Regions from separate parts of the Sus scrofa genome. Here all the other regions are linked to region 1. Evidence: chromatin contacts called from public targeted proximity ligation data. All regions are on one chromosome and are shown on one strand. The core of a region is the stretch at or near the end of the contact, and the rest is flanking DNA. Distances in the headings are between cores, read along the strand shown.

What was found.
Region 2: a contact with region 1 is called in a targeted proximity ligation map of skeletal muscle, with 2.3 times the contacts expected there. A contact is called at or near these places in 1 of 47 Hi-C or Micro-C datasets (embryonic fibroblasts) and 1 of 2 datasets of targeted methods (skeletal muscle).
Region 3: a targeted proximity ligation map of skeletal muscle shows a contact between it and region 1. A contact is called at or near these places in 1 of 47 Hi-C or Micro-C datasets (embryonic fibroblasts) and 2 of 2 datasets of targeted methods (alveolar macrophages and skeletal muscle).

What each region holds. Positions count from the first base shown.
Region 1 is chr3:94,082,864-94,087,440 of Sscrofa11.1, reverse strand. All of the region lies in intron 1 of LOC110260021 (a long non-coding RNA gene), which reads right to left. Among named protein-coding and RNA genes, the nearest start is that of TMEM247, 18 kb to the right of the region's middle.
Region 2 is chr3:94,583,281-94,587,857 of Sscrofa11.1, reverse strand. The region is part of intron 3 of PRKCE (protein kinase C epsilon type); the gene reads left to right. Among named protein-coding and RNA genes, the nearest start is that of PRKCE, 280 kb to the left of the region's middle.
Region 3 is chr3:94,483,319-94,487,895 of Sscrofa11.1, reverse strand. The region is part of intron 11 of PRKCE (protein kinase C epsilon type); the gene reads left to right. Among named protein-coding and RNA genes, the nearest start is that of EPAS1, 230 kb to the right of the region's middle.

The DNA of each region.
Region 1 (4,577 bases), core at 676-3,175:
ACTCGAGGTCTCAACCTGCCACCTGAACACTGACTGCTCTAAAACTCACACCTTCAGACAGACCTGTCTACAGCTTTAGACCTCTGTAATCATCTGGTCACCAGACAATCTGAAACTCTATGGTCCAAACCTGCCACCTTCCCAAGCTCCCTTTCTCGGTGAGTACCACTCACCCGGTTATCCAAACCCGAGACCTGGGGGTCGTCCCAGACCACTCTCCCCTCTCTCTCTCATCCTCCACATCCAATCCATCACCAGCTCCCTTGTTTCCACCCCCACGGCCACCTCTCATCACCTCTTACTTGAACTGCCATCCGGGCTGCTCACTCACTCTGCTTCTAACCTTGCCTCTCCAGCCCTCCCCAACCCCCATGTGGTCAGCGTGGTCATTCAGTCAGGTTGCTTCCTGGCCTCTCTGCAATCTACAGAGGAAAGTCTCAACTCCCCGCAGGCAGGAGTCCCAAGCCCTCCCCTCCAACCACTGCCCCCTCACAGCCCACTCAGACAGTCCTGAACCCACGCTAGCAATCACCCCTGGACGTGCAGGCCTGCTCATGCCTCCAAGCCTTTGCGTAGGCTTTTCCCTGCTGGTCAAGTCCCACCCTGCCTTCCTCTCTTTAGACATCTCATTCTTCAAAGTTCAGGTGCCACGTCCTCCTAAAGACCTCGTCCAATTCCCCCAAGCAACCCAGAGCATTCCGCCCATTCTTCAGCTACCTACATGCCTCCACCGCAGCAATTATCCTGTGGTCTTGTAATTATAATAAACCCTCCCTTTGACCTCCCATGGTGGTTGTGAGGGTCAGATCATAATAGGGGAAAGGGCTAGGTAAGCTGTAAAACCTCGAATAGCTCTTAGCCATGAAGGGAGGCAGAAGCAAATAGTGAGAGACCCAAGGAAACAATTACAGTATGATATAATGAGAGTATCCTGACCATGCAGCTTTAGATGTGGAAACTGAGGCTCAAAGCCCTTCACGCTTCAACAAGGAGAAACAAGACTTGGATCTAACTGTCAGTCAATTATACTTCATTTTAAAAAAAGACTTGGATCTAAGCATCCTGATAACTGCAGAACATTAGTCAGGGTTCTCAAGTATAGCAAACAGAACCTACTCTTGCTTTTTCAGCAAAAATGCTGCAACCCAGGGAATTCAGTTCTTACAGAATGGATTGTGGAAAGAACATGAGCAAAGAGCTCTAGACTGGGCCATCAGGAATGGCAACCAGAACCTGTCACCTAGGAATTCCCATTGTGGCTCAGTGGGTTAAGGACCCAAAGTGGCCTCTGTGAGGATGCAGGTTCGATCCCTGGTCTCACTCAGTGGGTTAAGGATCTGGCGTTGCCACAAGCTACCATGTAGGTCACAGATGCAGCTTGGATCTGGTTTTGCTGTGGCTGTAGTGCAGGCTGGCAGCTGCAGCTCTGACTTGACCCCTAGCCCGGGAATGTCCATATGCCATGGGTACAGTCGTAAAAAGAAAAAAAAAAAGTGATCTCAGAAGGCTCTCTGGATGATCCAACCAATAAAGATCTTACTAAAGAAAAAACTAAAATAAACCTGCCACCTAACTTGCCCACCAGGGGAGCTTCCAACTCTGCCAGAATCAAGATGGCAGGGAACCAAATCTCAGCAAGCAGAGTCTTTGCAATCAAGAGCACACTGCCAAAACTCCAGTCTCAAAATCTGTGAGGCACTGCCACCCCAGTGACCGGACCTGGAGTCCCAGCTGTAGAAACATCCTCACCCAGATTCACATTGGTCACCAGCAAGAATCACCGCAACATGAAGACAACGTCCCTTCATTTCCACCTCCAGATACTGCATTAGTACATCGAGTGATGGAAATTTAATCCAGAAGCCTAGGAGCAAGGGAATCTGGGAAGTGATATTTTTAGCTTGCTAGCCTCTCAGGCACAGGAAGACACATTAGAAGGAGTTTTAAATGGATGTCAAGTGCCAACCCATGGCACCTACCCCACAGCACTAAGAGGGAATTGCATCAAGGGACATTCATCTCGTTATGAAAAGCTCCTCTCAGGGAGACACCGTGTTTGCTTGTTAGTTGGTTGGCTGGGTTTTTTACACAAAGACTTGAAGGACATTTTGGTTCCTAGGTGGATAAAGTTTTTCCTAGTAAGAACTGCTGAAAGAAATTCCTCACGTGGGGACATTCCATGGAGAACATCACATGATGTGACATACGGTGTCTCCAACAGCAGATACAGACCAGGCATTTGTGTGCTAGTTTTCAGGGCACTTTTGCTAAAAGCAAAGGTATGACATGGACGTGGAATCAGGGACCTCACTTGTTCCTCAAGTGTCATTAGACTGTCTGACACTTAGGTGGGTCACTTTCAAACTGTGCTCCTTGGAGCCTACAGATTCACGGAGGAGCCTGGAGACTCTGGGTTCCCTCTCCCAGAGCAGCCAGAGCTTCCTTTGTCTTATCTCATGTCCACATAAAATTCCCTTTGAAGAAAAGGATTTAATTGCTTTAAAATTTTTTTCTTTTAATCTTTGAAAATTAGTCTTTGACCAACTCTCCTAAGAGTTACTTCTTAGAACCAACTTTTGGTAGGAGCCCAACGGTGGACAATGTGAAATTTGACACCGGCCCACACGACCAGAATTCTGTTCGGCTGATCCAGACAGATTCAGAAGCTCTTGAGAGGCCTGAGATGGCCAATTATGAGGCCGCCTTTTCCAGATGGCAAAAGTCTGTGTGTTTTCTCCACCGTTGCCCACAGAACCCAGGTCCAGGCTGGGACCATGACACAAAATAAATTGCAGGATGTCAGCGTACAAGAAGAGCTTGGAGGGTCTCCATCCCAGGACCCTCATTTCACAGATGGGAAAGCTGAGGTCGGAAGGAGGGAGGGACTGGTTATCCACAGAGCTGGGTCCTCCCTCCCCACCCAACTCCCTATTGTGGGCACTTACACCTATCTGCTCCTGCCAGTTCTACATTTAATCAATGTCTTGCTTGCATCTGCAACTGCCTTAGAATTAAAATGCACACCCCACAATGCTAGCAGTGTTCTGCTGCAGGGGAGTGAGCAGTGACTAGAGATCAGTGATTCCAAGGAAACTGCAGCAAATAAACGTCTCCATCGATCATCTGAGCAGCTGTCTGAAAGGGTCTGAATTGAGGAATAAAGTGCCTCCTGCTGCCTTTTCCCTTCCAGAAAAGGATCTACCATTTTTGTTGTTTCTCTCCCCGCTTCTTAGGCAGAACTCCTGGTCTCCATCCCAAAACAGAGCCAGCCAAGCGTGGCTCAGCTGCCTACCCATCCAGCAGCAATAGCAGAATCCTGTCTCTGCAGGGAGAGGGACATCAGTCCTGGTGAAGGAAGCCCAGCCATGGCTGGAGACCTATCCCCCAGGCCAAGATCTGCTCTCAGTTCCTTAAAGCGATTGGTGGCTAGTCCATAGTATTCACAATAGCCAAGACATGGAAACAACCGAAATGTCCATGACAGATGATTGGATTAGGAAGAAGTGGTATATGGACACAATGGAATACCACTCAGCCATTAATAAAGAACAAAATAATGCCATTTGCAGCAACATGGATGGAACTAGAGACTCTCATACTGAGTGAAGTCAGTCCGAAAGAGAAAGACAAATACTATATGATAGCACTTATATCTGGAATCTAATACACAACACAAATGAAACTTCCCATAGAAAAGAAAATCATGGACTTGGAGAATAGACTTGTGGTTGCCAAGGGGGGAGGGGGAGGGAGTGGGAGGGACTGGGAGCTTGGGGTTAATAGATGCAGACTATTATTACCTTTGGAATGGATTAGCAATGAGATCCTGCTGTGTAGCACTGGGAACTATGTCTAGTCACTTATGATGGAGCATGATAATGTGAGAAAATAGAATGTATACATATATGTGTAACTGGGTCACCATGCTGTACAGTAGAAAAAAAAATTGTATTGGGGAAATAACAGTTTTAAAAAATAGAATAAAAGTTAATTAATTAATTTTTAAAAAAGAAAGAAAATGTGGTACATATATACAATGGAATACTACTCAGCCATAAAAAAGAACAAAATAATCCCATTTGCAGCAACATGGATGGAACCAGAAACTTTCATACTAAGTGAAAGAAGTCAAAAAAAGACAAATAGCTTATGATATCACTTATATCTGGTATCTAATATACGGCACAGATGAACCTGTCCACAGAAAAGAAACAAACTCATGGACTTGGAGAATAGACTTGTGGTTGCTGAGGAGGAAGGAGTGGGATGGACTGGGAGTTTGGGGTTAGTAAATGCAAACTACAGCATTTGGAGTGACTAAGCATTGAGATCCTACTGAGTAGCATAGGGAACTACATCTAATTGCTTGGAGGATAATGTGAGAAAAAGAATGTAGATGCATATGTAGGACTGGGTCACTTTGCTGCACAGCAGAAATTGACAGAACATTGTAAATCGACCATAATAAAAAAATTTTAAATAATAATCAAAGAAAAGAAAAAGGGACTGGTAGCTAGAGGCCGAGTCAGGACACAGGGACAGGGCCGTCTGACATGCCCAGGAGGCTGGAGTGGTGA
Region 2 (4,577 bases), core at 813-3,312, 500 kb before region 1:
AAGTAATGCTAGAATTCGTGAGCTAGCAAATCTGGTTGGATTTCCCTGGGCTTGGAACTTAGAGAAGGAGATTAATATTCACTGACCACTGCTCACTTTGGACTTCCATCGTGACGCAGTGGAAACGAATCCGACTAGGAAGCATGAGGTTGCCGGTTTGATCCCTGGCCTCTCTCAGTGGGTTAAGGATCTGGCATTGCCGTGAGCTGCGGTGTAGGTTGCAGACTCTGCTCGGATTCTGCATTGCTGTGGCTCTGGCCAGGTCGGTGGCAACAGCTCCAGTTAGACTCCTAGCCTGGGACCCTCCATATGCCGTGGGTGTGGCCCTAAAAAGACAAAAAGGTTAAAAAAAAAGTGTCCTTTTATATGGGTTATTGAACTGAATCCTTACAACCTCTCTGTGAAGCAGATACTGTTGCCTCCATTTTACACAGGTGAAAACTGACACGTGAACAAAATAAATACCTCCCTCAAAGTCACCTAGAAAAAAGCTACATGAGTCCAGGCCTATCTGACCCCAAGGCCGTGGCTTGCTACCAGGCTTGCTGATCCAGCGCCGCTGTGTAACTGCCGTGCAAAGAGCCGCAGCCTGGATTAAAATGTTGCTGCTGCAGCTCAGGCTGCGGGGCGAGGGGGAGAGGGCCCCCCGCTCCAGAACTGCAAACCAGCAGAAGGTCCCCTGTGTCTCAGAGAGGCTGGTACTCTTTCCTGCAGGGGATTTGAGTATTTGTCTTCCCATTAACTAGATCAACATTTAACTGCTAACTGCTGGTGTGGGCTAAGGAAGAATACAGCTTTGTCTTTAGCTCCGAAAAGACTTTGCCATAGTGACTTTGGTTAGGTTTTGGAGTTCCCGTTGTGGGTCAGTGGTTAACGAACCCAGCTAGGATCCATGAGGATGCAGGTTCGAGCCCTGGCCTTGCTCAGTGGGTTAAGGACCTGGCGTTGCCGTGAGCTGTGGTGTAGGTTGCAGACGCGGCTTGGATCCCGAGTGGCTACGGTGTAGGCCGGTGGCTACAGTTCTGATTGTATCTCTAGCCTGGGAGCCTCCATATCCTTCCATGTGGGCCTAGAAAGAAAAAAAAAAAAAAAAAAAAAAAGCCTTTGGATAGGTTTTGCCATATCCAAGGCTTTGTTCTGGTGGTGATTTCTGTGGTGACCGGTGCCTGTTAAAATGTCCTGGGAGGAGCAAGAGGGTGGAGGAGGGATCCCGTGTGTGGGGACCTAGTTTTGATGAGCCCAGGACCTGGGAAAGGCTGTGTGTGTAGCTTTTGTGTGTTCTTTGGGGGACACTAAGGTTGCACCCCAGCACTACATCCCTTGACTTCTAGGGTTCTCTCTCTCTCTCTTCCCTCTGAGCCTCTTTAAGCCCTGGTTTCTAGAGGAACCTGTCCGATGCTGTGCCCTCTGGGAGGAGGTGCCTTAGCTCCTGCGCTCTCCACACATTTTAGCCGGGATGTGTAGTCATAGATTCCAGGCCAGACTCATGGGTAATGCTTTCTATTTGAATGTAAGGTTTTACATTCATCGACACACGCATTGTTCCATTTTAGTCCTTCCGCAACCTTGTGTGTCGAAGTGATGGGGCTATTTTATTTTAATGCAAGGATGCTGATCCGGAGAGAGGCAAAGTGTCTTCCCTAAAACCACCAGAGTTGAGGGCAGAGATGGGGCCAGGGCAGGGCTTTCTCAGTCCCGCTTCATGCTTTTTTTCCTGCCTCCCACCGACAATGCTGATGGGCTTTTATTTTTCCTAGAAAGGCCTGCAACTTGTGCATAGAGCTACACATACACAACCTGTGTTAGACAGTTATTCTGCAGCTGACAGAGCCTGGCACCCTGGGACCCACGGTGGCCTCTTCCAGGCTGGCCCGGGACAGTGGGGGCCCTACCTGTCTGAGCCCGGCCTCTCCCTGCTTGTTGTAGGCGCAGCAGCCCTTTCTAACTGTGTGGTGTTCCGCTTGGAATTGTGCGTTCTTTCTGCTTTCCCCTTTTAGAAGGGCTGGATTTAGCCCTGGCATGCCAAATACAAACCCTCACTTCATCTCGAGAGCTCTTCCCATCCAGCCCTCCTCGGGCAGGCTATTTACAGACCTGTCATCCTACCACGCGGGTCAATCCACCAGTGAAATGAAAGGAAGAAGAGGCCCGGAGCCAACGAATTTGGGCAGATGAGCCTTATATAACACGTGCTAAAAATACACAACTAATTGGAATGGAAAAGCGAGAAACGCGTTGTGCTTAAGCCTGAGTCTGAGACACCAAAGCGTGACGGGGAAGCAGTCTCTCCCAGCGGAAGATGCCCATATAGAAATCATTTTTTACTCTTGCATATTCTTTTTCACCCTGTTCAATTCCCACTCACCCCCGCACGGGACTGAATTCGGGCTGCAGAAAGCAAGACTGAGGGAGCATCAAAGACAAGATGTGAAGATGCAGGCAGCTGCTGCCCCTTAGAGCAGAAGGAGGCTGCGTCGAGGGGTGTGGCCAGATGTTAAGGTGGTAAATTGAGCTGCCACTTCGGACTGTTCCCAAAACCCAACTCTGAGAAGACTCCAGTTAGCGTAGGCTTCCTCCTGCCCTGGAAACTGTTGAACATTAGGGCTTTTCCTAAAACTGAAGAGAACACTGTTTTCTTCCAGCTCCATCCCCACCCGCCCCCTCTGTCCCCCAGGTCCTCTCTGTCAATTCTCTCCTCTTGTACTTTCATTGCCTTTTCTCCTGGTTTCTTCCCTTTTGCCTGCAAGTCCCATCCTCTCATGCTGTGCGTCGTGGATGAACAGGCTCTGCATTTCCTAGAGGGCACGAGCACCCTGAGGCCAGGGCCTTGGTCTCACTCAGTGCCTAGCACAATGCCTGGTCCACAGTGAGCCCCAAATACGTGCTTGTTGAACAAATCAACCATTCAGTGGATCGATGAATGGGCAAACCGAAGGGGACATGTTATAGTTTCTGAAAAATAAAGTGTGAAAGAGGGGGACCCTGTTCTTCTTCAGGTCTGATACTGGTCTTTTAGGCAGTCAGATGACACCTCCATCCAGCTCATCAGTTACCTGATGACTGTTCTGTATGACAGCCCAGAATGAGGACACGAGGACGCTAAAGACAGCAGAACAAGAGGTAGTGTTGGAAGAGCACATGCGTTGATAAAAGAATTGGAGGCAACCCGGTACTATGGATCAGTTTTAAAATGAGGAAATGGAGGCCTGGGGAGTTCAGAAAACTTGGCCAAAATGATATGGTTAGTGAGCAGCTCAGGTTGGATGCTCATAAATCTTATCAACAATCATAGGGTAAGTCTTCAGCACCCAAGTTCAGGGCCTTTCCTGGACACCACTGTGCCCCATAACTAGGGAGAAGAGGAGCATCCATTAGTCCATGATGCTGGGCACCCCCCCCTCCTGTGTAGCTCCAGGGGGAGTCTATCACTACCCACTTTCCAACGCGGATGGCCTGTCTTTTCTGTGGAGGACATAGCAGTTACTCGGTAATGAATCTGCTGCCTTGTGGGTGGGAGCCCATCTCCATCACTCATCTGACGTATTCTACCTGGAATCTACTTTAAGCATCTGTGGCTGACTCAAAAATTTGTGGCTGCCTGGAGCTGGGTCACATTGATGAGAGGGCAACTCCCCAGCCTCTCGTCCCTGGGCAACCCTGCTTTGTTCTTCCTATTGATTGGGTTTCAGGTCCTCCTTGGAGTCCATGAGAAGGTCCAAGGTCTTCCTGAGAAATTCCCTTTTGTGCTGAAGCAGCTTTTTAAAGTCTGTTATTTGCACAGGAAAGAATCAGAACTGACCTAACATGGCAGTGGTAGGAAGGAAGCAGAGGGTCCAGTTCCTCACTTTTCAGGTAGGAGAACCACGGTCCAAAGAGCGGAGCTCACTGGCCCAGCGTCTCACAGGCAGAGGATGGTGGAGATGGGATAGGATTTCCATCCCAGGACTCCCCAGCCAATGTCCACAGTGTCCCCTCTGTGCATCACAGCTGGGCTGTAGGACCCCAGCACCTGCAGCCTCCCACGGTAGGAGGCTCTCAGCAGGTGCCGGGTCAGGGAGAGGAAAGGGCCTTGATGTAGGGAGACCTGGGAGCAGATGGTAACACTGCAGTGTGGCACTGAGTACATATTTGTATTGAGGACTATGTAAGGCTTTTTATAACCAACCCCTGCCCAGCTAGGGTCTCAAATTATTCATCAGTCATGGGACTAAGACCAGAACTGGGAAGTTCATAAAGAAGAGGCATCTGGTTCATGCAAAAAAATGTGTGGCTGCAGAAGGGGTTCCTGGTGACAGGTCAGAAAGGTGTGATGTGCAGATGCCCTCCTGCTCCCCCAGGCTTCCGGAAAATTGGAAAAAAAAAAAAAAAAAACCAAACTGAAGCATGGAGAAGTATGAAGATTCCTCTTCCCACATTTTGGGCTCAGGATCAGAAGTCCACGCAGGCTTTAGGAGAAGACAACTACCCTACTTGCCTCTGTGCTGCTGGACATGTAGTTGTGTCCCTGATCCCCCACTTGCTCAGCTTTATCTCATATAATTGATTTTGTCCTTACGCCAACCTTATGAGGTCACTGC
Region 3 (4,577 bases), core at 891-3,390, 400 kb before region 1:
GAAACTGAGCTAGGTGGCTTTTCTGCTCCTCCACGTGGCCTCAGCTGGTAACCCTCTCTTGGCTGTATTCAGCTGGTGTCTGGGCTTCACTGGAAGGTGCCAGGGACCTTCATTGGTGTTCTCTGTGGGGACTTATCCTTCCACGGCTAGCCCATGCTTCTTTCCAGCACAGTAGCTGGCTGCCAGACTTCTTAAAAGTTAGGCCCAGAACGGGCATAGTTCGTATCACTTCTGTGTTGTCCAAAGCAAGCCACAAGGCCGGCCCAGGTTCAAGGTGGGTACATAGGCTCTACCTTTTGATGGGAGGAGCATGCCCATCAGGGAAGGCAGGGATTCCTGGGGCCACCTTTGGAGACCTTCCACCATAGTCTAATACTGAGCTTTTACTATTGTCAGGTACTTCGCTAGTGTTTTCTTTTGTTGCATTGTATTATTTAATCCTCACGCAGGTTCTATAGGAAGGTGGCCATTACCGTTTCCATTTTATATATGAAGATGCTGAGGCTTGCGAAAATTAAGTAACTTTCCCAAAGTTACACAGCTCTCCTTTGAGGAGTGGACTTGTGACATGGCAGTCTAACTTAGTCATATGTTTTGTGTGTGTGTGTCTTTTTCTAGGGCTGCACCTGTGGCATATGGAGGTTCCCAGGCTAGGGGTCTAATCAGAGCTGTAGCCACCAGCTTACGCCACAGCTGTGGCAACACCAGATCCGAGCTGTGTCTGCGATCTATACCACAGCTCATGCCAACACCAGATCCTTGACCCACTGAGCGAGGCCTGGGATGGAACCCGCAACCTCATGGCTCCTAGTCGGATTTGTTAACCGCTGAGCCATGATGGGAACTCCATGGAAGTCTAACTTAGAACCCCTTCTGGACAAGCTTGGAATTCCTTGATGCACATAACTTTGTGCTACTTGCTGTGAGGAATCAAAAAGTAAAGCCAGATCTGGGAATTAAGGCTGAAACATACGAGATAAGTAGAGATACATATGCCAATAAGCACTACCGTGTTAAGTGGCATGAGCCGGGCAGTAAATGATGGCGGAGTTTTGAAAAAGAAGAAGTGCAGATGTCTTGGAGGAGGTAGGGAGCTTGGTCCTTTGGATGAGCTGCTGGTCCTTAGAAATGTTAGGTGGGTCTAGGAAACAGCATGAGTCCCAGAAGGGAGGCTGGAAGAGGCTGGTGCGCACAGACAAATCCTGCAAGTGGGGAACAGGCTGGATCCTGACTCCGCAGAGCAGAGAGAGTCAGCGGAGGAGGTCAGCCTTACAGAGGAAGCCCAGAGGGGTCCTCCTGGGATGGATGCTCAGAGTTTATGGCTGGAAAGGATCCCTCCAAGCAGCTGTGTGTTTCTTCACAGCCTGAACTGCGACCTGTCCATTTTACCCCAGAGGAGCCCAGTACAGGCAAAGAATGGCAGTCAGGTCAGGTACCTAAAAAGAGTGGCCTCAGGAGTCCCCATTGTAACTCAGCAGTAACGAACCCGACTTGCATCCGTGAGGACACGGGTTTGACCCCAGGCCTTGTTCAGTGGGTTAAGAATCTGTTGTTGCCATGAGCTGTGCTGTGGGTTGCAGATGAGGCTGAGGCTGTGGTGTGGTCCTGCAGCTGCAGCTTCAATTCACCTCCTAGCCTGGGAATTTCCGTATGCCACACCTGAAGCTCTAAAAAGACCCCCCCCCCCAAAAAAAGAGTGACCAAGTGACTTCAGAAGTCATCAATCTAACTTCCACTTTCTGCAATGGGGAAAGCCAGGCCCAGAGACCAAGTGCTTTCCCCCTTGTGGTGGAGCCCAGACCACGACATCAGGGCTCTGAATTCTGGGGTGTTCGGCAGCGTAGATGGAAGGAAGTTCAAGAGTTTGGACTCTGGAGTCACACTGCTCTGTTCGTTATAAGCTCAGTAACCTTGGGCAAGTTTCTTTCTCCAGGCTGCAGTTTCTTCACTGGAAAAGTGGAGATGTTAATTCCTACCCTGTGAGGTGTTGTGAGGATTAGCTGTGGTCACTTGATCTAGCACTGGGAACACACGGGCCCACAGGAGCTCAGCCACTTGGAGCACCTTGGGAGCCACAACCCTGCAGCCCAGATGGAACCCAGGCCAGGATTCCCGGCCAGGCTCAGCTGCATGACCATGACCTTGGCACGTTAACTGCCCTGAGCTACCATGGAGGAGTGTCAGCAGGATTAGAGAGATTGTTCTAGTGTAGGGCCTGGCACATATCACGGACTAATAAACAGCCACTTGATTCATTCCTGATGAAACATTCTAAGATTTGCTGTTTTAGGGATGGCTCACTCATGGGCACTTACGCCGCCTGGACATTGGAGTGGCCACACCGTGGCACCTCTACCTATGGTCTCTGCAGGTCTTGGTTCTGGGAGGGGGACCATTATCCAGAGTGTCATTCTCAGAAGCAGACTATGATCACCTGAGTTTTCCTTCTAGAGCAGAAGTTCTCCTATCCTCTTGCCTCAGGCAGAATTTCCTTTACTCTGACTCAACAAAATTAGGATGACCCCTGACCTCAGGACTCAGGAGCAGAGAATGCTCATGGCTTCCATCAGCTAGCCATTCCAGGTCCCCGCCCACCAGCAGTCCCCGCCCACGTCTCAGCTCGCAGGACCACACGGAGGGCTTATTTGGTATTGCTTTAGAAACATCAGAATTGAAGTTGAGCTGAAGGCCTGGGGATCCCCCTGTGGCCCGAAGGACCCAGGCTCCTTTCTCATGTAGAGTAAACAAGCCCAGGTCTCCTGGGGGCTAGGGCTCAGTGTAGTGGTCCACGCTTCTCATTGAGGCTCTCTTCAGAGAGATGCAGACTGACTTGAAAAAGTCCCCCTTGACTTCTCAGGGCCACCAGCCAGGAATTCATCCGTGAACCAGGTATTGAATGGGTGACTCTGCAGTTCTCTTGTGAGCACAAGCCCAACCCTGGCTGCAAGATTGTAATGCTGGAAATAGTGTGACAGAAGGACACTCAATCCTTCCTAGTCCCTGCCTGCTTCACTCCCCTCCCCCAACACCTCCCTTCCTCGGACCAAGGGGCACCCTCTCAGCCATGGGGATGAGCACCACTAGGGTGTCTGAGCCTGAGGACAGAGTAATATTATCACTTATAACAAGTATCTCTGGAGCATATATGGCCATATATATATATGTAAAATGGTAAATTTAAATTACATTTATATGATAAGTCCATATATAGTATATACCATATGTACGTGATAAATACAGAGAACATTCGGCCTAAGGAAAAGGACTATAATAGTATAGAGAGATTCATTCATTCAGCACTTGTTCCTTGTGTGTCTAGTACATACAAGGTACTGTTCTAAGTGTGGGGAATTCAGCAGTGGAAAAAAATCTGGAAATTCAGGCCTTCATAGAGCCATAAAAGAGAATGAAATAATGCCATTTACAGCAATATGGGTGGACTTAGAGATTATCATACAAAGTAAAGTAAATCAGAGAAAGACAAATATTGTGTGATATCACATGTGGAATCTAAAATATGGTTCAAATGAACTGATTTAGGAAACAGGAACAGACTCAGAAAACAAACTTATGGCTACCAAAGGGGAAAGGCATCAGGAAGGGATAAATTAGGAGTTTGGGATTAGCAGATATAAACTACTGTACTTAAAATAAACAGCAAGGTTCTACTCTATAGCACCTATATCCTATAATAAACCATCATGGAAGAAAGATCTTAAATAAACCATATACACCCACACACATATGTAATTGAATCGCTTTGCTGTACACCAGAAACTAATACAACATTGCACATCAACTACATTTCAATTTCCAAAAAAAAAAAAAAGACCAACAAAGGAAGGTGGAAGTGGAGTTCTCAGAAAGGGTATTTGTTCATTGGTTATAATCTAGGGTATCTGCAAAAGCCTTTCTAATAAATTACAGTAACATTTGAGCAGGGCCATTAAAGTGTGAGCCATTTACCTAGGGGAGGAGTGTTCCAAACAGAGGGAATAGCCAATGCAAAGGCCCTGGGGCAGAAGTGTGTCTGGCATTTCTGAAGAATACTGAGAAGGCCAGCATGGCTGGAGCATGAGCTAAGGATAGGATGGAAGGAGATGGGTCGGAGGGAAGGCAGGCACTCACCTGACCATCCTAGGGAAGAAAGACCATAGGCTCATAAGAACTTAATGACCCAAGGCAGGATGTGGTAAGCACATACTAAGGGGCCTAGTGGATTTTCCTGCAGAGGGGAGAGCATCCTCTCTGGTCTGGGGATGGGCAAGGAAGGCTCCCTACAGGAGCTAGGACTTTAACTGACAAGAGGAAGGACAGTGGCTGAGGATGAGTGATGGATGCCCCAGGGGGGAGTTTGCATAGGGTCCTCATGAAGACAAAACTGAGTACAGGGATGGAGGCTGTGTTTAGCGGGCTTTGGACGGCAGATGTGTACACTGAAAAATCAACAGGAGCTTGCCTGTCCCACAGTCCATCTCCCCAGGTAGGCAGCTTGGCCCAGGCTGGTGGAGATGCCGGCTTAAGAAACCTGGAGTTCCTGTTGTGGCTCAGCAGTAACGAATCTGACTAGTATCCAT